7 separate regions of the Mus musculus genome follow, and regions 2, 3, 4, 5, 6 and 7 are each linked to region 1. Evidence: chromatin contacts called from public Hi-C, HiCAR-type and HiChIP or PLAC-seq data. All regions are on one chromosome and are shown on one strand. The core of a region is the stretch at or near the end of the contact, and the rest is flanking DNA. Distances in the headings are between cores, read along the strand shown.

The links. A called contact is a pair of places that touch in the nucleus more often than the background predicts. HiCAR-type assays count read pairs that join an accessible place to other places. HiChIP or PLAC-seq counts read pairs in DNA pulled down with a chosen protein or histone mark.
Region 2: an H3K27ac HiChIP or PLAC-seq map of stem cell-derived neural progenitor cells shows a contact between it and region 1, with 3 times the contacts expected there. The contact joins two enhancer-like sites. A contact is called at or near these places in 2 of 39 promoter capture datasets (hippocampal neurons and neural stem cells) and 1 of 115 datasets of contacts at active chromatin or transcription factors (stem cell-derived neural progenitor cells).
Region 3: a contact with region 1 is called in a HiCAR-type map of astrocytes, with 2.2 times the contacts expected there. The contact joins two enhancer-like sites. A contact is called at or near these places in 2 of 39 promoter capture datasets (cranial neural crest and hippocampal neurons) and 2 of 115 datasets of contacts at active chromatin or transcription factors (astrocytes and embryonic forebrain).
Region 4: a Hi-C map of cortical neurons shows a contact between it and region 1, with 2.4 times the contacts expected there. The contact joins two enhancer-like sites. A contact is called at or near these places in 4 of 484 Hi-C or Micro-C datasets (adipose-derived mesenchymal stem cells, cerebellum, cortical neurons and 1 more).
Region 5: a contact with region 1 is called in a Hi-C map of liver, with 3 times the contacts expected there. The contact joins two enhancer-like sites. A contact is called at or near these places in 3 of 484 Hi-C or Micro-C datasets (Sertoli cells, liver and uterus) and 1 of 115 datasets of contacts at active chromatin or transcription factors (fibro-adipogenic progenitors).
Region 6: a contact with region 1 is called in a Hi-C map of muscle stem cells, with 2.4 times the contacts expected there. The contact joins two enhancer-like sites. A contact is called at or near these places in 4 of 484 Hi-C or Micro-C datasets (liver, muscle stem cells and myocytes) and 2 of 115 datasets of contacts at active chromatin or transcription factors (fibro-adipogenic progenitors and heart atrium).
Region 7: a Hi-C map of uterus shows a contact between it and region 1, with 3 times the contacts expected there. The contact joins two enhancer-like sites. A contact is called at or near these places in 5 of 484 Hi-C or Micro-C datasets (Sertoli cells, muscle stem cells and uterus) and 1 of 115 datasets of contacts at active chromatin or transcription factors (cardiomyocytes).

Annotation. Positions count from the first base shown.
Region 1 is chr16:43,572,524-43,575,801 of GRCm38.p6, forward strand. All of the region lies in intron 7 of Zbtb20 (zinc finger and BTB domain containing 20), which reads left to right. Among named protein-coding and RNA genes, the nearest start is that of Mir568, 66 kb to the right of the region's middle. Within about 2 kb of position 1,613, at least 195 of the 459 cell types and tissues checked have an H3K27ac peak or open chromatin away from gene starts, as enhancers often do. A contact at or near this core is called in astrocytes, cortical neurons, liver and 4 more, where this site is marked.
Region 2 is chr16:43,128,969-43,132,246 of GRCm38.p6, forward strand. All of the region lies in intron 2 of Zbtb20 (zinc finger and BTB domain containing 20), which reads left to right. Among named protein-coding and RNA genes, the nearest start is that of Gm25873, 4.4 kb to the left of the region's middle. Within about 2 kb of position 1,768, at least 73 of the 459 cell types and tissues checked have an H3K27ac peak or open chromatin away from gene starts, as enhancers often do. A contact at or near this core is called in neural stem cells and stem cell-derived neural progenitor cells, where this site is marked.
Region 3 is chr16:43,964,791-43,968,068 of GRCm38.p6, forward strand. Zdhhc23 (zinc finger, DHHC domain containing 23) reads right to left here. Exons shown (of 5, transcript NM_001007460.2): 5 at 247-3,278. Among named protein-coding and RNA genes, the nearest start is that of Zdhhc23, 13 kb to the right of the region's middle. Within about 2 kb of position 1,446, at least 60 of the 459 cell types and tissues checked have an H3K27ac peak or open chromatin away from gene starts, as enhancers often do. A contact at or near this core is called in astrocytes, where this site is marked.
Region 4 is chr16:43,192,636-43,195,913 of GRCm38.p6, forward strand. All of the region lies in intron 2 of Zbtb20 (zinc finger and BTB domain containing 20), which reads left to right. Among named protein-coding and RNA genes, the nearest start is that of Gm25873, 68 kb to the left of the region's middle. Within about 2 kb of position 1,571, at least 17 of the 459 cell types and tissues checked have an H3K27ac peak or open chromatin away from gene starts, as enhancers often do. A contact at or near this core is called in cortical neurons, where this site is marked.
Region 5 is chr16:43,220,845-43,224,122 of GRCm38.p6, forward strand. The region is part of intron 2 of Zbtb20 (zinc finger and BTB domain containing 20); the gene reads left to right. Among named protein-coding and RNA genes, the nearest start is that of Gm25873, 96 kb to the left of the region's middle. Within about 2 kb of position 1,822, at least 39 of the 459 cell types and tissues checked have an H3K27ac peak or open chromatin away from gene starts, as enhancers often do. A contact at or near this core is called in liver and uterus, where this site is marked.
Region 6 is chr16:43,251,410-43,254,687 of GRCm38.p6, forward strand. The region is part of intron 3 of Zbtb20 (zinc finger and BTB domain containing 20); the gene reads left to right. Among named protein-coding and RNA genes, the nearest start is that of Gm9968, 110 kb to the right of the region's middle. Within about 2 kb of position 1,827, at least 63 of the 459 cell types and tissues checked have an H3K27ac peak or open chromatin away from gene starts, as enhancers often do. A contact at or near this core is called in muscle stem cells, where this site is marked.
Region 7 is chr16:43,301,783-43,305,060 of GRCm38.p6, forward strand. Zbtb20 (zinc finger and BTB domain containing 20) reads left to right here. Exons shown (of 11, transcript NM_001285805.1): 4 at 787-833. Among named protein-coding and RNA genes, the nearest start is that of Gm9968, 60 kb to the right of the region's middle. Within about 2 kb of position 1,604, at least 77 of the 459 cell types and tissues checked have an H3K27ac peak or open chromatin away from gene starts, as enhancers often do. A contact at or near this core is called in muscle stem cells and uterus, where this site is marked.

The sequences.
Region 1 (3,278 bases), core at 363-2,862:
ATGAACACCACAGGACTAATATTTTTCAAAAAGCCCCATTCTCCAGCACTTGGTTCTGGACCAGCACTGTGCTAAACACAACCTGGCTCGTCTCCTTTATTCTTAATCACAGCCCATAGCTGGAAGGCATTGCTGTTCCCATTTTACAGATAGGGAAGATAAGGCCTCAAAGATGCAAAATAACCTGCCTCGGGCACAAGGCTGCTAGCTAGTGGAGCTCAGTTTTCCTAAATTCCCCTCCCTAGGTGGGAGTGTCGGTGGCTTTTTCCTTCGTCCCTCTCCGTCTGTCCGCAGACACTCTACAGTTAAACAGCAGAGTAAGTAAGGAAATGGTTCCGACTCCAGAAAGGCCAAGAAAGGCATCACTGATCTCAATTATCTTGATCCCGCGACTGCGTAATTATTTATCAAAGGGAGGTTCTGACTAATTCTTTCCTCTCCAGCCAGGCTGATTAGTGGAAAGCATAATCTGCAGCAGAGGGTGGGAGCCCAGTGGAAGGAGAGAATTGGAGGAGAGAGGGAGAAAGATGGAAGAGAGCACTCGCCTCTCAACAGACCCTGGAGACTGATAAGAGCTCGCATGGATAAAATATTTATTTTTCCATATGTTGCAGAAAGCACTTCTGCCACTGTATGTGTGCAATATGTGCGAAGGAGTGTGAACTGTATACATCCAACACCACCGATCTGCCTTGTTCCCGTGCATTTAACAGGCTTAATACCTAACAGCGCATCCATATGTTTTAATGCATATTTCTCTGCAAAAACAATATGGTCTAGTTTGGGACGAGCCAGCAGCCTCCACAGCCTCACTCACTGCTATGTTTCAGCCCTCAACTTACTGCCGGGGCCAGCACAGGGAGAGTTAAAGACCAGAAGGTTCTGCCGGCCAGCTCAGCTGCCCTTCACCTTAAACGCCTTCCTGGTTCTTAAAGCAGCCTTTTTCTCATAACAAAAATGTTCACAGTGGGGAGATGAAAATGTTTTTGTTCTTTGGACAATTGGGACATGTTCAGTCAGAATGTCAGAACTGACCGTTGAAAGGCGGGTGCCTGCGGCCACACTTCTCTCTCTCTCTCTCTCTCTCTCTCTCTCTCTCTCTCTCTCTCTCTCTCTCTTTGAATGCAGAGCTGCACCAGTGTGGCGGGAGGAAGTGCACAATGATTGGCCTGTTTTTCTGTAGAAGTGTTCAGGGTACACCCAGTTTTGCTTTGCATATATTTGCGAAACATCTGCCCTTTTCTTGTTCTGAAGTCTCTCTCCCTCACGGCCCCTTTCTCCTCTCCCCCGGGTTTTTTCTTTGTTGTTGTTGTTGGCTTCTCTGACTTCTACGTAGAAGTTTTCATTTTCTGGTTGAGGGACAACCTCATCAGAGTGTATAGTTGAGAGAGAGAGAGAGAGAGAGAGAGAGAGAGAGAGAGAGAGAGAGAGACAGAGAGAGAGAGAGACAGAGAGAGAGACAGAGAGAGAGAGAGACAGAGAGAGAGAGACAGAGAGAGAGACAGAGAGAGAGAGAGAGAGAGAGAGAGAGAGAGAATATGAATATGCACAGCAGGCGGGGAGAGAACAAACTTGAAAGAGACTGAGAGGCCAGGCCAGAGAGAGCTTGGCACACCAGCCTTTGGCATGGTGACCAGGAGGAAGGTTCTGGTAGTTTAGGCTCTAAAATACTGCCTGGAGTCAGCCAGTGTGCTGCTGCCCTCTACAGGCGCCAGGGGATAGTGCAAACTACTTAGACTTGTACAGACATGTCCTCAGATGTGCCATGTTTATACAATCCCCTTTATGCAACCAAAGAAGGCATTTTCAGTTAATTACAAGAGAGTTTGCTCTTTCCTCCTTAATAAACCACAAACTGAAAAAAAAATTGGTCATAGAACAGCACCTGTGCATGTCAGACAGACTGCTGTTTTGTGTTAACGCTTCTTGGCTTCAGAAAAAGGAATCCCAGAGAATTATAAAAGAGGTTGGAATGGGAGAGGAAGTGCTCCAACGGACAGTGTGCAGGGCTCTGGTCTGTGACGTTGGAGCACTGCCGTGGTAAGAGGAGAAGTGAACTGGCAGGAAGCAAGGAAGGGAAGGGGCCAGGCAGGTTGGGTTTGAATGTGTTCTACTCGCTGAGGTGGCTACAATGTCCCTGGGCCATGGACAGCCACCAAAGGTGGTCCTGGACATAGGTGGGGCACAGAAAATCAGGCATGCATCAAACTCTAATTCAGGACAAGAAGTAAGGGCATAAGCCGTGCAATTTCTCCAGAGTTAGACCTCATGGGTGGCTTGGCAGTACACTGGTGCAAGAGTGTGCTCTTAATTCCATGAACCACATGTCAAAAGCTAGCTGAGGCCTTGTCTGTAAACATAGAGACCATTTTTTTTTCTGCTACATAATGATGGCCATTGGTGTTTTGTCCCTATATTTAGGTGACTTACAAGGACCAGCCACTCTTACTAAAGACTCTTCTTGTAATCAATGAAAAAGCAACCAATCCAGGTTGATTCCCCTGCCGCATAAAATGAGGAAGCTTAATTGAGATTCAAACTAGGACTGGTCTCCAAGTATATTTAAATTTCAGCTCTATTTAATTCTGTCAGCAAACAGTTCGCAAGTGGCTGCTGTGTATATGGTTCACAGTATGGAATTATGGAATAGGCAGTAACCCCAGGAGGACAGGACCAAGATTGCTCAGCCTCTGTGGCACATCACAGCCACTTAGTCTCTGTACCGAGAGTGTGGATGGGGGAGTGGGGGAGGGGAGCAGAAAGGCGGAGTAAAGAAAGGGATGAACACCAGAAATGGGACAACTGCTAAGACACTCCCCTTCCACAGAAAGCCCATTCTCTCTGAGAGCCAATAGCACGGAACTGTTAGTGAAATAAAGAGTTAGTGAGTAAGGCAGGAATCCTGCAACCACTGAGGGATCTCAGAGTGATGCAGAGAGGAGCCATCCTGTCTGAAAGAGGGGAGTCACAGCAGTCTAGCATAGAGACGGCATTTAATAAGTGTGAAGGAAGGTTCCTCTCATTTCATCGGCAGAGATGAGAAAAGGCAGTTCAAAGCAAGGACAGTAATGAGTAAAGGTAAAGAGCCAAGAGTGTACATTCCAGACCCCTGGGAATGATAAACGCACACCAAGGCAGCCAATACACATGGCCCATGAGATAAGGTAGGGCAGATAAGGAACTGTCCTCAGATTCCAGGCTGCCACGGTGCTGCGGGATCGAGTGACTGGAAAGCAGCAGAGCTAGGGTCTTGGAGGAAGGAGAATAAGTCAGCAGCG
Region 2 (3,278 bases), core at 518-3,017, 440 kb before region 1:
ACACATAGAACAATATGGTCTTCTTCCTACCTGTTTGTTTTGCTCATGGTTGTGACAGTGGCAGAGCCCGTTTTCTGCTAACTATATGAGCATTGTTATATAGAGGAGGTTTGGAGGCTCTCGCCTAGTGTTTGCTAGGTTAGAGGAGGAAGTGATTATCAGTACCAGCTATGGTCGTGCATAAATTTCTTGATCATTAAGTTTTGTTTAATTTAGAAGAACATAATCTATAACCTAGAGATAACTACTGTCTTTGAAAACTACCATAGTGTGAAATATAAAATTATACTTTTACTTAATGATAAACATTGTCTTCTTTGAGTGGCACTTAAAATTGAGAAAATATTTAAAACCGACCATACTTGTATAACTCAGCATATTTATGTTAGCTATAATTAAGAAATAAAGAACAAGCCATACAGTAGTGGCTCACACCTTCAATCCCAGCACTGGTGTGTCAGTGATAGGTGGATTTCTGAGTTCAAGGCCAGCATGGGCTACAGAGTAAGACCCAGGATAGCCAGGGTTACACAAAGAAACCCTGTCTTGAAAAACAAAACAAAATAAAGCAAAACAAACAAACAAAAAGAACAAATAACAAAAATTAGTTTATACAGTCATGAGTAAGATAAGTGGTTTGCCTTTATTTTCAATTTTAGAAGCATTTTGGTTATATCTAATCATGGTTAAGGATAAAATATGTCCAAGATATTGTTTATGTTCAAAATATTGAACTAGTTTCTTTGTAGTCAGTTTTATTTTGAATATATAAACAGTTGTATAGAAATAAATTATATAAAGTTTCAAAGATTGCTTAAGTTGAATATGCAGGACAAAACCTCAGGGTCTTATACTTAAAGGGAATATTGATTTATGTTAAATTTTAAAGGAATTGATTAGATTATCCATGTTGCCTGGTTAACACAGCAGTCTTGTGCTCTTGCCACAGATTGCCTTTAAAAAAACGCAGTGAGGGTTTTCCTAGGGAGCCAGTGCCTCTGAGTTCTTATGACACATGTATTTTTTTAACATCAAATTTAATATTTTGACAACATATGAACCACATGCGAGTACTTTGTCTACAGGTTTTCTGTTGGGCAGGTGCCATCTGTGGTTGTGAAGCCAAGTGTTCTTCTGGGGCAGAATAATCGAATCAGAGTTAATGGGGTGACCATCTAAGCAGGGCTCTTTGTCATTAAGGTCCACTCTTGTGATAGTAGCACATTATCCCACTGATTGGATTTGTAGGAAGGCATCCACCTGTGGCCCATGTTGGCAGACAAGAGACTGACTGCAGAGGCAGCCCCGGCGAAGGAGAAGCAGGGGGTAGCTGTCCTGGGCAGCAGAGGCTTTGGCTGGAAAGCCACACTTGCAGGATGGCTTAAGCAATACAAGTAGGTGCGTGACTCCCATGGTATTTGGTTCATGTAGGTCCCAAAATAAAGCAACCAAAAGCAGAGGGTTAGATTCTGTGGCATTGGAAAGGAAGGATTTATCTTGAACAAGTGAAAAGCAAAAGCCTGGGGAGACCCACAGCCAGCTGATGAGACAAGATTTAAGCACATGGAGCCCTTTACCTCCATCTCAGGGATGATTTTCTGTTTGGATGAGAGCTATTGTAAGAATTTCCATGTCTGTTGGGGGCACTGAAGTTCTCACAGACTATGGTAAACACAATTTGGCTCACACGCTCTCATAATCAGGCTGACTTGCAGTGAAACAGAGAGTGCTCTATAGCTGTGCCAGGCCTCTAGCAGTACCAACTGTTAAATAATAAACAGGCCCTGTTTGTTGGCAGCCTCTTCCCCTCCTGCCAACACGGAGTGCCCATTTTCTGGGTTTACCTGCCCGCATGTGTTCAGACACTCAGAACAGTGTGTGTGTTGTGTGAGGCAGTGATGGCGTGAACAAATCAGTCTACATCTAATCTGCTTAGTTTATTATTCCCTCAGGACATCGGGTAAGCTAGCAGACATGCAGGGCTTGGGCAGCACAAACAATGGCCGTGCTGTTGTTCTAGATAATGTTACAGGCTTTGAAGAGGGCACTAGCTAATTGTTTTTCTTACGTTTATTTTCTCTTCCTGTTCTTTTTGTATTGGTTTGGTGGAGTATGGATTAGGGAAAATGAGAATGAATCTGCCAATGAGATACTTTACCTCAGGAAGTTAGAAAGTATCTGGGCTGGTTATGTTATTTCACTGGCAAGATGTCTTTGTTTAATGTGCATTGAGTAGTGAGTCATTCTGGAAGTACTTTCTCAAGTCCCACAAGGTACAGATAACCCCAGAGAAGATGCCCACACTTGGCTCAGTGGGTGTGTCACACTATAACTAAAGCATCAAAGTCCATGGTGAGGTCAGACTTCTTCCCTATACCATCACTAAGTGCTATGGAAGGGCAGTGTAAGTAAGATCCAGTTGGAAGCAGTATCCACCTAGTCTCCTTCATGCTCCAACCACCACCTCCCTTTCTCTGAAGGAAAGATTCCTACATGTCCTCTATACAGTCACTGTGATGTTCTTCTCCCAGGAAAAGTCCCTTGATAATGTTAGTTTTACAATGCTGCTTTGGCCAAATGAATTTCATATGTTTCACAGATGTAGTGCTCAAAAATAGACTCTTAAAATTCCCACACCCTCTTCAACCCCAGCAAAGCCACGATGCTCATCGCTAGGAGTAAGCTTTGTATGTTTAGGCCTAAGTGACACATTTAAGTGGAGTTCCTAAGCAGCATGAAGGGTAACTATGAAGCAAAAGATATTCATTCATTCATTCATTTCCCCCCCCCCCAACCGCCTTTCTTCTTTCTCATAAGTTAAGTGAAAAGAAAGACCTTAACTTTCTTCTAATGGCAATATCATTATGAAAAATAGCCTTTGTTAGACGTTTCTATTATAATCCATTTGTTTAAAATTGTCATTCACATTCCCTTGTAATGATGGTTCCCACATGATGAAGCTCTTCGTTGATTGGGAGAGCAAAACCATTTGCTTGCATGAAATGAAATTTCATTCTCAGATCACTAAATACGGGCTACACTGTGGAGTAATCATTCAGTCTTTTTGACTAGGATATTTTTAGATCAAAAGTAAATAGTTGGATGACAGGCTCTGGTGACAGCACAGTCTGTGGAGGTTCAGAGTGTTGGGCTGTGATATCCAACCCAGTCTTCTCTGGATTTATCCCTCAACAGTATGCAGTGGAAGCTAACTTTTATTTCTTTTCATTAAAAACTCAAGGACCTCTTTTCTCACTATCTTTTGAAAAAGACCTTGC
Region 3 (3,278 bases), core at 196-2,695, 390 kb after region 1:
CAGCTTACAGACCTCTCTGAAGAGACCAAACACTTAATAGGCATAGTGAAGCCATGAGCTGAAAAACTGCTGCTACCTAGCACCTGAATAGAAAGTACCTGACCCACAAACCCAGGGAGGAAAAGAGGAAGATGAAGTGTAGGGTCTGTAAAGGCCACCGGACGGGGATGACAATGAGGTAGTCAGGAGGCCCCACAGCTCAGAGCAAAACACTTTCAGGACACACCAACAACCACAGACAGTTTTCATAAAAGAAAGCACTTTATTTTCCTTTTAAACAATGTGGTCACATTATTTTGCACAAAAGGCAGGAGTTTGTAAAATTCCAGTTTTAAAGGCTAAGATGTAGACAAAGGGACAAAAAGAGTAGAGCCCAGCCCTCAGCCTCAGCTTGGCTTCGGGAATCCTACTTCATGTTGTAGGCCATCCATATCAAATACTGAATTTAATATTAAAGTCATTCCCAGGATTCACTTACTCTACCATCAGACACAGAAATCGGATCACGAAAAGGCCCCAAAGACATCACACGTCATCCAATCACCCAGACTCTGGCACAAGCTTGAGTTGGCTGCTCTGACATGGCATCTTGTCAGTGGCTCTGCCTGAAAGGCTTTCGTTTGTACCATTAGAGCAGACTAGCTCTGGGTTTGAAGCTTTGCCTTTTAAGTAGGGGTTTTTAAAGGTGAAACGCGACACCAGGACATCTCCACTACTTAGAAGTCTCAAGCCCAATGTGGCGAGAGCCATGTGCTCTGCTCACCATTCAGCCTGCTGTTCCTACAGTGGAATGCTCAGAGCCAGCTCACAGCAACAGGACTCAGTCTGGCCGCTGCTTCTGGACAGTTCCATGAATCTCAGCAAACACTCACAAGAACACACTGAGTTTCATTTGGTGTTCAGTTTAGTCAGCATGGCTTTCATTCCCACCACACGGCCTCTGCGTGTTTAACATGAAACAGTTCACCTGCAAAGTTACGCTGAGCAAACCAGGCTTCAAGCAGCACAACTCGAACCCGCTGCTTGTTTGAGAAGTGTCCTTTTCGAAAGGCAGGGTACCAAAATATGGCTAACGGGAAGTTCCGTCACAGAAATCTACTCGGCTAGTTTAAAGCAACGAGTGAGTGCGTGGAGCATTGCTTTTATTAGACGTCATGGTTAAAGCTGTGCTTCTACAAGTTTTCACTTCTGTCAATTGAGCTTAATAATAAAAGCTGATGTCCTACCCAAAAGAAGGAAGTCAGGCAGGCAGATATCAGTATTACATAGACTCTTACTGGAATTGTGTTTTCTGGCAGTGGGAAGTTCTTGAATACAAAGTTTTCTTTTGCTAAAAATATTAGAGTACCAAGGAGTATTGCGTAAGAGAGCAAGCTTACAGCAGTTGCCTTCCAGGCAGGCGGTACAGTGGACAACAAACAGTCAGTGCATTCATCAGAGGAAAATGCCACTGGGAGAGCAGAGATTTACAATATCCTAGCAACTATGTGGTTGAGGGAGCAGACAGCATTGTCCCCAAAACACATTTAAGGCTTCATTTTAGCAGTGTCAGAGTGGCTTGCCGACGAGGCAGTGAGGGTGACCTACACAGTACTTTGTAAGCTCCTAAAACACTTTTCTACCAAGGAAGGAATTCCTCCTTCCTTCCAGTCTTCATCCCTAGTGTTTGCCCTTGAGTTTTTCAGAAGCAAGCTCTGTCTTCTTTCCTGGGAATATACATGACAGTATGGCAGTAACATAAAGGATGGGAACAGGGAGGGATCTTTATGAAGCTTAGATGTAGGACAAGAGGACCTGCTTATCTGGAGTCACTTTGGTGGGGAGTTCTTGCTCCCATGGTCAAGGGACTGCTAGCTTATCCACGGATGCTTGGGACAACCCACTCACAAAGGGCTTGCCTTTTTGAAGACTCCAAGTGAAAAAAATCTACTGTCTGGAGAATGCCAGAATCCCACAAACATCTTAAGATCATAAAGCACAAAGGTCTGATTGTAGACTGTCTCTTAGAAACCAACTGCAAAAAGCTGCGTGCACAGTTCCCATTTCCCCTCTACGGAGCAACAAGGCCAAGGCAAATTTAAGGTCTCACAAATTATCTCTGATCTTTGGAATCCCAGAAACAGTACATGTGTAAAAAACAAACGAATGAGCGGACTGAGCCCTTTACAGGTTTGAGCTTCGTTCTGCAAACCGTCAAAGTTCTCCAGAAACGTCAGCTTTGGAGGCTAGAGAGATGGCTCAGCAGTTAGGAGCACGTGCTGCTCTTCCAGAGGACCAAGTTCAGTTCTCAGTGCCCAGGATAGCTGACTCATGGCTGCTTATAACTCCAGCTCCAGGGGAGGTTTTCTGGCCTCCCCTATACACACACACACACACACACACACACACACACACACACACACGCAAAATAAAATCTAAAAAGAAAAGTCCCAGCTTCTTAATTCCTGTGAGCCACAAAGCCAACAAGGAATCCCTGTCCATTTGAGGGAAACTGAGTGGCCTCATTCATGTGACCCTTGAGTGGCAAGCTCAAGAGGCAGCAGGCACATGGACTGACTATCCGATTTCTGTAAATTTTCTCAGCAGTTAGACATTCAAAGTTGGCTATGTACCTGGCATTCAAGAGACATGAAAACTACCAATTTCTGCCCACATACGCTGTCTTTGACATTACTACCATCTCTCTTACCTAAAACCCACAACGACAGAAAATAGTTGTATCCACGCCAACTCTCATTCTAAATGAATGTCTGAATCTAGACCAGGGACAGGCATTGCCGTAGAAACTGCAGTCAGCAAACATCCCCAAGCTCGCTCTGGCTTACCCAGTGGAATATGGAGTCTATTGTTTATTAAACAATAGCTATCTGGGGAGATCAATGACAAGCCTGAATGAAAATGTGGTACCTGTCTTCAGGAGAGCCCTGGTTAATGGCAAGTCTCAGGGTGGCACGCGGCGCTAAGGGCAGACTAACTCAAGAGGCGGGGCATTTCCTCAGTGTGTACAAGCAGGCACAGAACAGCAACCAACAAGAAACCCACAAAGTACTGTTTCTCCTCTATGAAGCAACAAGGCCAAGGCAAATTTAAGGTCTCACAGATTATCTTTGGGATCCCGAAACAGTACAAGTGTAAAAGACAAATGCTTTCAAGATGGAGTTTTCCTCCTGTTTCTATGGCAGAATGAGGGCCCAATCTGCAGACTTCTCCAAGTTTCAGTTCTGAGACACAAAGGAATCATCTTAGTCCTGGGGAAGAGCTGGAAAGCAATGCTCTGT
Region 4 (3,278 bases), core at 321-2,820, 380 kb before region 1:
AAGAAAAGATTGAAAAAGAAACAGTAGGATGTTTTAAGCCCAAAGTTGTGGGATACAATTGAGAACTGAATGTTTGGACTCTTAATTTGAAGATTAAAGGTTTTTTTTTTAAGCAGACATTTAAACCAGGATGTCTCAGTCATAATTTTCAACCCTTATGACCTTCCCATGTTACATTGGTGACAGGATGGTACACAAAGTACAGTATGATGTGCAGTGGGGCACAGGCAGCCCCTAATGCAGTGCGGTAGGCATTTTGCAGTTTGTGTTGCTAACTCAATTGGTTTACCTCTAATTTGCAGCCTTGCCCCATAAGTAAATCATCTGAAACCACCTATTAGTGTTTTTCTAATTTCTCTCAGTCATAATTTTCCTTTAACCTGTATATTCAATCCATCGATATCCCCATATTGACCTATGATTGTAATGGTTTCCCTACTCTTTGGGTTGTGAAGTTCTTCTTTGGGATGTTTCTTTTTCCTCTAAATTGCTTGTATTGTAAATAAATTCACTGTAGGAAATGTCTACCGATACCACAATGCAGCCCTTTACATGGAGGGAGATTTGTTTTTTTTTTTTTTCAGAATTACCTTTGTTTCATCTCTAGATCCTTTTATTTTCATTAAGAATCCCAGGGAAAAGGTTTTTTTTTTCCCTCTCTCTTGCTCGCTCTCTCTTTCTTTCTTTTTCCCCCTTAACAGGGATAAAAAAGCTCCGCTTGACTGATAATGCATTGCTTTGGATGGGGAAACATTATGAAAGTTTAATTTTTAATTAAATCTGAAATACCAATTATAACTGAAAGAGATTTTAACCTGTTTCTTTTCAGACTGCCTGAAGTTACATTTTGAGACTGAAATCACTGCACCTTAAAAACAAAAGATTGGGCTGCACTGTGTTCCTGTAAGTGGGAGCGTCCTTTACCTTCCTCTGGGTTTTCTGTGACCAATCCACAAAGAGACAAAACCACTGCTATCATAGTAACCAGTCGAGAGGGAACATCTGAATGTCCCCAAAGAAATATATCCTTAAATGATTTCCTTTTTAAAAAAAGTTATTGAGCTCAATATTTCAGGGTGGCTTTTATTCCCTCGAAATTATGAAACCTTTCTTTTGGCAGGTTTGAATTTCATTAGGGAGGGTGTCGCCCACTGTGCATCAGCACGGTGGCATAAATCCTGTGTGGAAAGATGTGTGCATTCTTAAACCAGACTCTTAAGAGGTAAATGAATTCTTTTGAATCAAAGTAAATTTCAGTTTCTTTGGTGATGTCACTCGGAATTTTTAGCCTTTGTGTCAATGGAAATGGAAAGTTCCTGATGACATCACAGGATTCTATAGCCTGAAGATTTGGGGCAAACCTAAGTAAAAATGCATAATTCCCTTGTGTGCGTGTGTTCCCCATTCTGCTATGAAACAGTCAAAATAGCACATCTTATGTCTTCCCGTGAGCTACAAGGCTGTCTCTCAGAGTCCCATTGTTCCATAAATGCATGTCAGAGTCTACCACAGTCTGCTCTACCCTTATTTAGCTGCTGTTTTGTCAATGTACTTGGAAGAACAATTAACATTTGGGATTTCAGTGTCTGAATAACAGGCAGTGAATAGAACTGGAGCCAATAAAAGATTCAGATGCCCAGGGTAGGAAACACAAGCTTATAGTTGGTGGGAGAGAGAAAGAAAAGCATTTTAGTGCTGCATTCAGGGTGAGAAATAGTATGAGGAAAGAGGCTTTACATGTATTGGATCAAAATAAACATTTTTGTAATAAAGTCAGGTTTCTTGGGCCTCCTAAGTTTGGCAGTGTGGTATTTTCTGTCAGTCTTAAGCATCAGTCTTCTGTGGAAGTGCCGAATGTGGTGTCCTTACGGTGTCCTGGTTTCTGCCATGCAGGTCCTCCCAGAGGGCCAGACCATTCCTCCATTTCACTTCACTTCCTTCGCTACAGTCTTTGATTAGTGTCTGAAGTCAGACCTAGGGGTTAACATGTCTGCATCCTTTGTCTGATGACTCTTAAGTTCTTTTTTATTTGTTTTGTTTTGCTTTTGAGAGAAATGGAACCGAGGGCACCTTGGCATCTTGGTTTTGTTGCCGATCCAGACTGAAACATAAGTAATGGTTGCTAATTTTGTTATAATTACAACAGTTCAAGCCTCTAGACAGTAAGGTTTCAAAAAGTAAGGCCATTCACTTTTTAATCCCCAATATTTATCAGTGTAATGGGTAAATACACATAAAAAGCTATGTTCTCAGTATGATTAAAAACATTTTAAAAAGTGAGAAATCTGAGATTACTTACAGTAAAGAGGTATCTGGTAAAGTTTCTGGCACTTAGGAAAGGGATAATGAAGAAAATCATTTGCTATAGACTCTGCTTCTATTCATAGCAGACAAGGTGCCAGCCTCCTGTTCTTTTCTTTCCTTGCTTATACTTACTTTCCTGACTCAAAAGAGAAGTACTTATTCATATATATCCATTTTGTCTGTGGCATAATCTTCAGGTGTTTTCTATGTAAAGTCTGCATTATTTTTCATATACTAGAATTGGCTTCAAAGGTAAAACCACCCGGATGGAGAGAAATTGGCCTTGCCCATCTCTCCTGGTGGCTTTATGGTAGACTGTGTTTGAAGTGAAGCAAGTAGCATCGTGGATGCTGGTTTTCGAAGTGTCTTGCAAAATTGCTGAGCAGATACTCTTTCCATTGAGTCAGACATCAAAACCAGTTCTCAACACCATAAGATCACAATATTCTTTAGAACTCAGACTATCATAAAACATAACAGCAGCAAAAAATGTGAAGGAAGGAAGGAAGGAAGGGAGGGAAGGAGGGAGGGAGGGAGGGAGGGAGGGAGGGAGGGAGGGAAGTAGGGAGGGAGGGAAGGCATCTCAATTGAAATCAGTAAGCTGAGGCACAGGTAATGCGTTCAGGTGTGGAAACCATATTGACTCCCAATGGAGATCATTCTTAAGCATGTCTCCCTGACAGAGACCAACCCCTGATGTGAAGGCTGAATGGTTTCATCTAAAAGCAGTGTACACAATGCTTTATAGGGCACAAATATCATTTTGATAATCTTTGAAACTTACTGTATACCAAGTGGTATAAAATTAATGAATAAAGTAAAAATCAGAAAATATTATCAAAACTTCATTATCTCTACACATTTTGATACTATACTCTTGGTTATGCCCCTTGGCCTTTATAGACAAATTTACTGGTTCACTTAATATTCATTATGGTGATTCAGAAAGATGGTCCATTAGAAATGTCAGTAGT
Region 5 (3,278 bases), core at 572-3,071, 350 kb before region 1:
TCCAAGGATTAAGGTTTATGCATTTTGGAATAGAAATGTTCAAATGTTAGCATCAAGGTTTACATGTTTTGGAATAAGAATCTTCCAACTACCTCATCATCTTTGCCTGTGCATCCACCCCTAACCCTAACTAGCCTAACTAGCATCTTTCACTGTTCCTGTAGGTCAGGTGAAGAGATAGGTGGGAAAACCTAATGGGGAAGGGGAGGCTGACAGGAGGGGGGGGACTGACTTTGATGTTTGCACCTTGTTATTTTTAAAACTGAACCAGTTAAGCACAGGGCATGACTTTAAGACTTTCAGAATTAGATAAAGCTAGCTCCTTGATCAATGCTCTGAAGATTTTTTTTTCACATGGTTACTTGACCCTGATTCTCATAATTCTCATTTTAATCATGAAGATATCTAAAGAGACTCAAACTCAGTTCTGTGTTCCTCAGTCTTAACCTTCTTTCATTGCTGCTGAAGGCGAGGAGAACACAATGGCTAAGTCATAGCTGTCAGGTCTCTGTCACACTGCATTCAGGAAACCTGGGTGCTGTTACAACTGTTTTTGAGTATTTATTCTTACGATACAGAATGAGGAGGGATACTGCAGAAAGGTGGCTATGGGGAAAACATCTGGAAGAAATCACATTTCCAGGATCAAAGGGCTCCTTGTGCAGCCCAGAGGGTCCTCCGAGTGCTCCTCAGAGCAAACAAACAATTCTCTGGATGAGTCACTGAATTTTTTTTTTCTGCCAAAAGCCCACATGTGTTGCAAGAGCTCAAGGAAAAGGGGTGGAGAAAGGAGAGAAAATGAAGTTAAAGGAGGCACAAAAAATGACTTTAAAAACCTATATATGAATAAGAAAAATCGTAGCATGATTATAATCTTTTCATATATGTGGCATTCTCAACATTATACCACTTATATTGCCCTAGCCTAGAGTAAAATTATGTATAGTCAAAATATATTGAAAATCACAAAAAGAAAATGTAGCAAAGGGTGGTGGAGGAGACTACAAGACTTTGAAACAACATATCTCTAGTGCATGAAAATTGGCAACCGAGAGTGGCCCACACCCTAGCCAGTGGCATTTTACTGAGGAAAGAAAAGTTACTTATGAATCAGTACAGCCATGCTTTGTTCTGCATGAGTGTTTTAATAGAGCGAGTGTAATATAAGGATCAGGTGGGCTCATGGGAATGGAACAAAAGGTTTTGTAAAATTAAAGCAAAATAATTATAGCTCTAGGTGCAAAGCGAGAATACTCCAGCAGTTGATAGCAAGGACCTGCTCAGAGCGGGAGGGGGGCACACTGGAAGGTTTTCTTTTTTTCTTTCTTTCTTTCTTTTTTTTTTTATTCACTAACAAAGGCTTTTAATAGGTAACAGTTGTAAAGCATCTTTGAAAGTAATTAATGCACCCACACAAAAATTTATTAAAATGAAAATTTAAGGAATTGTCTAAAATGAATTAATTAACAAAAAAAGAACATCATGCCTTTCTTATTTTTTAAAGAAGGAGAGAAGGTTAAGCAGAGCAGATTTTTGTGAGATTGCATTTTAAAATGTTCTTGGTTTATTTAGTATCTGAATAGCCCTTAAAGAGAGAGTTGGCGGGCTTTGTTATCCTCTCCCTTTAGAAACACTAACTGGGACCTGGCATCAAATGGCGATTAATTTGCCCCACATGAGCTTCACCGCCCCTCAAAATGATGGCATCTGTTTACAAACAGTCCAAAGTTTAGGAAGTTTGCAGAGACCTGTAGTAAGCCGAATAGGCCATCCAGAGGCACAGATGGGTTTGTGCTGTTGCTCACCTGGCCTTTCCCCAGCCTCCTATGCCAATACTACTCTGCTTCCCGTGGCCCTGTAGAAGCTGAGGGCAAATATGTGAGGTCCAGGGTTGGTCAGTCTTACCAGAGACACTTCCTAGCCAGCAGGGAGAGCATTGACTGCCCTGATCCTATTTCCCTGAGAACCCTGGCCAGTTGCACTTGCTCTCCACCCTGCTTCTTTTGCATTTGTTCCCTTCTGAGATACAATTACAAAGGAAAGTATGTGCGGCCCACAGAAGCCTTTACTCTTTGCTGGGAAAATGATTCCTAGCTGATTTCAAAATCTTCCACTTTCAGAATGTTGCTGGTGGCTATACCTCAAAAACTTTAGGTCTGAACTTGAGTGAATCTCTGAGGATAAGGAATTTCAAACCTTCCATGCTGCAAGTGCTTGGATACGACAGCCTTTCTTACAATAGTGTCTTATTCTATTAATGCAGTATTCTAGTGTTTTCCTTGAAAAAAGTATTTCTGAACGTCAATTCAGGGAAAATATCATATGTAAGGAAGGGTGGTGTGAAGACAGCCTTCATGAGATAACATGACTATTACACAGGCTTCATAATGATAATAGCACACTGTGTTTACTATGATTACGTATGATGTGCAGATATTTAATAGAATTACCTTTCCCTTCAGCAGGTTTTAAATGTCTCTTATCAAGCCTTTGTTAATATTGGGCTGTCAACAGATTATGTTTATTTTTTTTCGAGACATTGAATTTAGTGCTTATGACTAATAGAGCAAGGCACTGAAAGTGTCTTTGCTTATGAAAAAAAACAGGCAAAATTATAAAGTCCAGGTAAAGGACACTGAACCTCATGGTCTGTCCATAAGCCTAGTCGAACTCCATTTTCTCTGGAATATGATTTAAAAACAAGTGAAATAAAAAAAATGGTATGGGGCTAGATAGATTGCTCAACTCATTAGATCTGTGGCTACTCTTGCAGAAGAACACAGTTCGATTCCCGGCACCCACATGGCAGCTCAGACTGTCTATAAAAACAGTTTTAAGGGGTTTGATCCCTTCTGACGTGCCAGACTGTGGCATGGTGAACAAACACAAGCAGAAAAAGACACATAAAATAGAAAAATGTACAAATAAATACCTATATATTTTTCTGTTGTTGCCAAGAGGAATTATGATCAACTTAGCAGCTTACAACACTCTATTATTTCACTGTTCTCCAGGAGTTTAGCTTGGCTTTCACCAGTTTCTTTGTTGTAGGTTTCATAAGGTTGTAATAAAGGCCTGATCTGGTTATGTTCCTAGCAGGATTTAAGGAAGACCCTGCTTCTGAACTGATACTGTTCCCTGTAACTCTGAGATGAAACACCTCCTTTCCTTAATGATGACTTGTCAAGGTCATCCTTGGCTCTTTGAATGTTGTCTTTATATATCAGGGCCAACAATAGTGTCTCAAATACCATGAGATTGCTCGGACTTCCCTTCTC
Region 6 (3,278 bases), core at 577-3,076, 320 kb before region 1:
TTTGTAGCTTCTTCTCAGAGGATAAGTAATGTCCTTAGCCTGCCGCTTAAATACTCTTCATCTTCCCTGACTATTTACTGTAAGTCTTGTGTGACCCTGATAATTAGTTATACATATGAGTAGGTTAAATTTGTGACCATCATGATTTATAAGTATATTTTCTTAGTTCTACCTATGTTTACTAAAATAGCTTTCAATCATTTTACTTAATAAGTTTAACAGTTGAATCATTTTTTATAAAAGAAAAACCATGTATTTCTTGAAGTAACATGTTTTTGGATGGACTGAAAAGAATCATTTGCGTATGCAATAAAAAATACACATGGTTCCATTTTCCTTGACTCATACCACAGTATGTACTAGTCAAGTCACATGCCTAAATTTGGGGAATTTTATAGCACCGTGTCACTAAGTTTTGGGCATATAAAATACTATTTGCCTGGCTTTTAAGTTTGTGGATCTTACATGGGGCCTGGCATGGAGATAGGAAGGACATTTTTTTTCCATTGAGCTTTTACTCTGTTTTGAAAGGAAAAGTTGAAACAGAGTCCCTACTGAGTTTTTCACATGTTTCATGGTGGTAACCATAGGAAATAGGGAAACAGGAAATTGTTGGACAGAAGGAAGCCAAGGAGTCCATCTCAGCCTGTCCTCACCTTTTAGATACCATTTGGGCTTGATAAAAATTATTTTTATCTAGGAACAGATTTAATGCTTTATGTTTCCATAATCTTATTCAAAACAGTAGAGAAAATAGTACTGCTGATTATGTAAATAATTGTATTCTAAACAGAACTCAGTTCTTATGTTCTGAAGGAACTGATGGAAACATTCCTTCAGATGCCAATAGATAGAATCGTGGAAGTCTGCATTTGTAGAAGTCCATTTGGGGTATTTAGAGGAATTCTCAAAGGTTGTCATAATATATGTACTATACATGTGTGTGTGTGTGTGTGTGTGTGTGTGTGTGTGTGTATGTATGTATGTATGTATGTATATTCCAGATATGAGGAAAAATTCTTATTGTACAAAAATATCTGGGCATAGAATGATGATATTGTTAAATTTAGGTCACACGCATCTTCACACACAAATGTTCTTCATCCTGCTCACCTTTCTACTTCTTGACCTATTCAGCAAAACTGAATTCTCACTCACTGTCCATATTCAGAAGTGCTGTATCATGAAAATTAAAGTGCTTATCAAGCACAGTGATGTTCTTCCCTGCAAATGGAAACACACATTTTCTTGACTGTTTAAAGTACGCATGCATTCATTTGTTTGTGTCCTACCTATAGGGAGCATGTTGTGAATACCCTGACCAGGTAAAGCTCTATTAAAAGTCTTATCATCTCAAGACCATTGTGCTCATTACTGTAGTTTCTATTTTCTTTCATATGCTGAACATGTTATAAAAGCTATACTAAAGATATGACTTCCTATTCTTGTTTTATTTAATTGGTGAAATACAGATACCAAGTAGTAGTCATGGCGTTGTCTACACGTGGATACACAGCTCTTCTTTTCTTCTATCTAGAGTAGCATGTTGCTTTGAAAGGATTTGTACAATCCCACAATAATAAATTAAAAACAAACAAGCAACCTCTAACCAGATCATAAAGACTGCTTCTGATGACTGGCCAATAGCATCGCTCTTCCCATTCTTAGCTGAACCACACCAGTTGTTTAATCTTAGATTTTTCACATTGCACAGTTAGCTTTTTTCACAGTACAGTTTTGAAAGATGAGCACTGTATACATAACCATGATAAAATGCCTCCTGGATACAGAGCCTTTAAAGTGAGTGTGTGCCCAGAGGCAGGGAGGGGGAGGTCTGCTCGAGGTTGAAAAGCACAGTGATGTGTCAGAATGCTTGTGTTCTGACTCATACTGACACCGAGTGACTTGTCACTCAGGGATTTCACCAGTTCCCACATCTGACTCAGTGACAGTTTACAACAGTCTGAATTTCAATAATTATCCAAGTAATTAAAGTCAGAAACATTTTGGAAATGTTCAATATTGTATTACAATTTTAAACTGTAAATAATAGGTTTCTCATGAGATAGAGGGCCATTTTTGTTATGTTAAGTTCTCTTCTTCCAAGTGCTGGCATCTAAATTAACCAGAGTCTGGTCTAAGGGCCCAGTAATAGTTCATGATAGTTAAACTAATAAAAGAAATGGGAGATACTTAGAGAAGTATGTAATTTGATGAAATTTGTATTCCTTGGATTCTCTAATGTTTGACACAGGATGAGTTGAAAGCATTTTTTTTTTTTTTTTTTTTTTTTGACAATGGAAAGCTCTTGTGGGCTAGACAAGTTTTTCTGTAAAAGTGTAGTACTCAACTTAATTGTGCCAGGAGCGTATGCAGCCTGGAAGGACAGACACATCAGTGCAGACTCCCCGTTGACAGTGGCTCCTAGCGGGGCCTGAGGGTCCTCTTTAGAATGAGCCCCACTAGTGATTTGCTAGCCCATGTTCTAGAAACTCTCTCTGAAGTTTCTGGCAGTCAGTCAGTGCTCTAGCTTTTAGGATATGTGGTTCCTTGTTATGTGCAGAGTTAAAGAGATTACGTAATGTTCTATTCTATAAAGCACCACAGACAGAACATTTTATTTTTTCAGTATCTTTGGACTTTTCTGTTTGTTCCTAAATTTGCATGTTTTAGCTTAGGAAAGAATACAAATAGATCTGTTTTGTCAGAATTTTTACTTAATTGGCACTATAGGATCTATCAGACCAGGGAATCTTTTACAAATTTTGGGTTTTTTTTTTCTTTTTTATGCATATGTCCAGATGTCTACACAAAGCTAAAATGAATTGAAAGAAATAGCAGTTCTATTTAATGTAGTTAACACAGTTTTGTCATGCAAGGGCAACGACATCTGCTCTAACCTCTCACAAATACTCAAGTCCATAAGGATAAACAAGAAACATCCCCGTTACTGAGAAAGTTTTATTTTTTAAAAGACAACCTCTTTCTCTATTCCACATACTCAATTCCCTTGTCATTTTACATTATAAATAAATAACAAACCAATTTGGCACATGCCCACCGATTAAAAATAAAAGTTGTCAGAAATGAGAAGGGAAAGACAAAAATATGAATTATTAATTATAATATTAAGCAGCATAAAATGCCTAACATGAAATGATACCACCTACAAGAAATTTTATCAAAATAAAAATGAGACAATGATTTAATATTTATCATATAAAATTACATTGATGTAATTTTACATGGTAAATATATTTATATTATCTAGTACTTGA
Region 7 (3,278 bases), core at 354-2,853, 270 kb before region 1:
TTGTGCTTCTCTTACCTAGCTTGGAATATAAAACCATACATTAATTTGTAGTCAAAAAGGATAGTATAAGTCGGGCGGTAGTGGCGGATGCCTTTACTACCCGTACTTAGGAGGCAGAGGCAGGCAGATTTCTGAGTTCCAGGCCAGCCTGGTCTACAGAGTGAGTTCCAGGACAGCCAGGGCTACCCAGAGAAACCCTGTCTCGAACAAAAAACAACAACAACAACAACAAAACAAACAGAGAAGGACAGTCCAGCCAGTACTCTGATGAAGTGTCATGAAAGCTGGCGTACACTGTCCATTGCTTGCTTTGCCATCACTGTCACAAGACTGAACATCCCGAACATGGTTAGCAAACAGCCCAAAGCAAGGAGAGACCAGTTTGCTTATATTTATAAAATGTTTAATGAAAAGTACAGTAAAATTCAAACAGAACTACAAATCCTTGTAGTGACCAAAAGTTTGATTATTTTTTAAGCAGATCACAATAATTAACTATGAAACTGAACTTTCTCTACACAGAGTGTATTGTATAAAGGGTTAGCAGATCATTTATTACTGGCTGCATCTGGTTAGTGATCATCAAGTTAAATATTCAGGCACTCACCAAGTCACCAGTCAGTAGGGTCTAATTGTGATTTCATTCCCAAAGGAACCGTCTTTTACTTTCTACGATCAAGCCAGGGTCCCAGGGGAGGGACAAGTGTATTCTTTTCTGTGATTAGCATATTGTCATATATTAGGTGAAACACATACCAAGACTTATGGTATCCTTTTCCATTTCAGACTCTTTTATCATCAGCAATTGAATATTTCACACAACTTGCTGGCTGGTAAGTAAGATTTCATTGTCTCTCAATTGCAGGCCAGAATTTTGAAGTCCAAAGAAATAAAGTGTATTCATATCAAGTTTAGCAACTCCAGACAAACAAGAAGTAAATCTAGGGGCTGTAGTGAATTTACCACCACAAGATTAAATTTGAACAGAATGTATTTTGATACTGATAAGATATAAAAGAATAAGAATCAATATCACAATATTGGTAAACATTTTGAATGACTTTAGTAGACATGGGGGGAAAAACTAAAGGACTTGTTTGGAGGTCTTTCTGGAAATAAATTTTTCTATAGAGACAGAAACAGAATAAGGTGAAGATAGCGCCTGATGCTCCCTGTGGAGAATGCAGTCATTTTGACATTAGGAAAACACACAGGAAGTCTTTCAAACATACTTTTTGTCTCTTTGAATTTCTGGTTTATATTATATAATCTTTTGTAAATCTGAAATGTATTTGCCTCTTTTGAATCTTAAAAACAGACATAGCCACACTTGCATATATCCCCAAGAAGAAAAGGGAGCGGCCTGTGGAGCTACAGATAAACATGTCTGTTACTGGAAATTAATAGTGCCAAGATAATGCAAACACAGGTTTAGAGTTTGGCTGCTTGTCTTCTGGTGAGACTATGTGAAGTTTCTAGAAGGGTAGTGTAGCATTGTGTCCTTGAACAGTCTTGGTAGTAGGTGCCTGGAGGAGAGCAAGGCAGGATGGGAAGGTAGGAGACAGCCAGAAAGAGCTGAGTTTGCTAGAGGCTGGCAGGCTGTAAACTGTAATGACAAATGTGCTCCAGAGGGAGGGGGAGGGAAGGAACACCTCGCTTGGCTTCTGGCTCTCTTCTGCCTGGCACTCTAGTCCTGTTTAGTCATAAACAGCAGAGTCATCCAAACCTTTAAAGTTACACTCTTGACTGCACTTCATATGAATGTGCAGTAAATGAAGAAAATCATCTCTTAGGGTGAGACAGAGCTTTCTGTGGGGAATTTCCATGCTCCCTGCACATGATCCATAGTTGTCACCGTTACTGTTTCTAATTCTGTCACCACTCTATCTCTGTCCCTGAGCGTGTCCTGCTTGCCACCGAAGGCCATGGCTTTAGGACTGTTATTCTTTCTCCCGTCCCCAGCCCCGACTCCCTGCTTTACTTGTTTTGCTACCCAAGGTAAACCTGCTCTGAGTGGGAGCCCAGAGGCACAATGAACAGGCCTACTTGGTAACTTTAACTTGTTCTCTCTTAGCATTACTCACAAAATGATATCAGCACAGAAAAGCCACAATTCCACACTATGGCTGACTTGCAAAAGAAGCAGATTCCTCCCCAGTGTTTTCTGTTTCTGTGATCAGATGAAGTATAAGTTGATGGGCTTGGCCTTTGGGTGTATCCGCTTTCAGGCACGAAGATACAGGGCGGAGGGAAGGAGTGGGCAGTGCTGTGTGCTTGCATTTCTCTGTTTTAGTACATGGAAACCTTCTAGAGGAGGGAGCACATCTTGTCTAGTAATGAACAATTATTTATTTCATTTAAAAATGATACTTGTTCATTAAAAATAATTTGGAAAAATACATAGGAGTAAAATGAAGAAAAATTAAAATAATTATATCTATAATTTAAATCTAACCATTAATACCTATTTGATACATTTTCTAACTCTCATTTTCTTCTGAGGACATAGTTTTCGAATATGCTGTGCTTGGAATTCCTCTGTAATTTTTTTGTTCCTTTTTTAAAAATTTAACTTAAGAATTTTTCATTTAGTTACAAAGTCTTTATAGACATTCTAAATAAATAAATTCTATTCCTATAATCAAAATGCCCACAAAAGCATTATATTTTACTTTTTCCATTTCTATAGTCCCTTGCATATGAACAATGTGTGAATCAGTCTGTAAATAATGGATAAATGATTGAAAGTTCAAATGAAGTATATATTTTAAGATGATTTTTCAAAATTTTCAAATCCATGAATGTAGGCAGATTACGGTAATGAACTCCTGTGCATTCATCATCTGGCTCATTCACTGCTTAACCTGTGGCCTGTCAGTTTCCCACTGTATTGCCTTGTTATTTTGAAAAACTCAGATATCATGACAGTTAATTAATTAGCCAATATTTCTGGTTCATTAGGATGCTTTTACATGTTGATGTTTTTAAAAGTTTCAGAAAAGCAATTCTCATCATTATATGGAACACTGTTTCTCTTCTTCGTGTCTTGGCCTCATGTCTTCTCATATGTAGCAACTGACTGGAAATATCTCAGCAGCTTGTGCCATAGCACCCTCAGGCACATGTGCTAGCCAAAGGACAGTGGGGTTGGAGAAGAGACCACTCTAACGTTAGATAGGCTTCTGAGACAAACGGTTTTCTTTGGGATCTTTTTGCTTAACTCAATTTTAGGATGATAACTTGCACAGCAGACTTATACAGTATCACTTATCTTTATC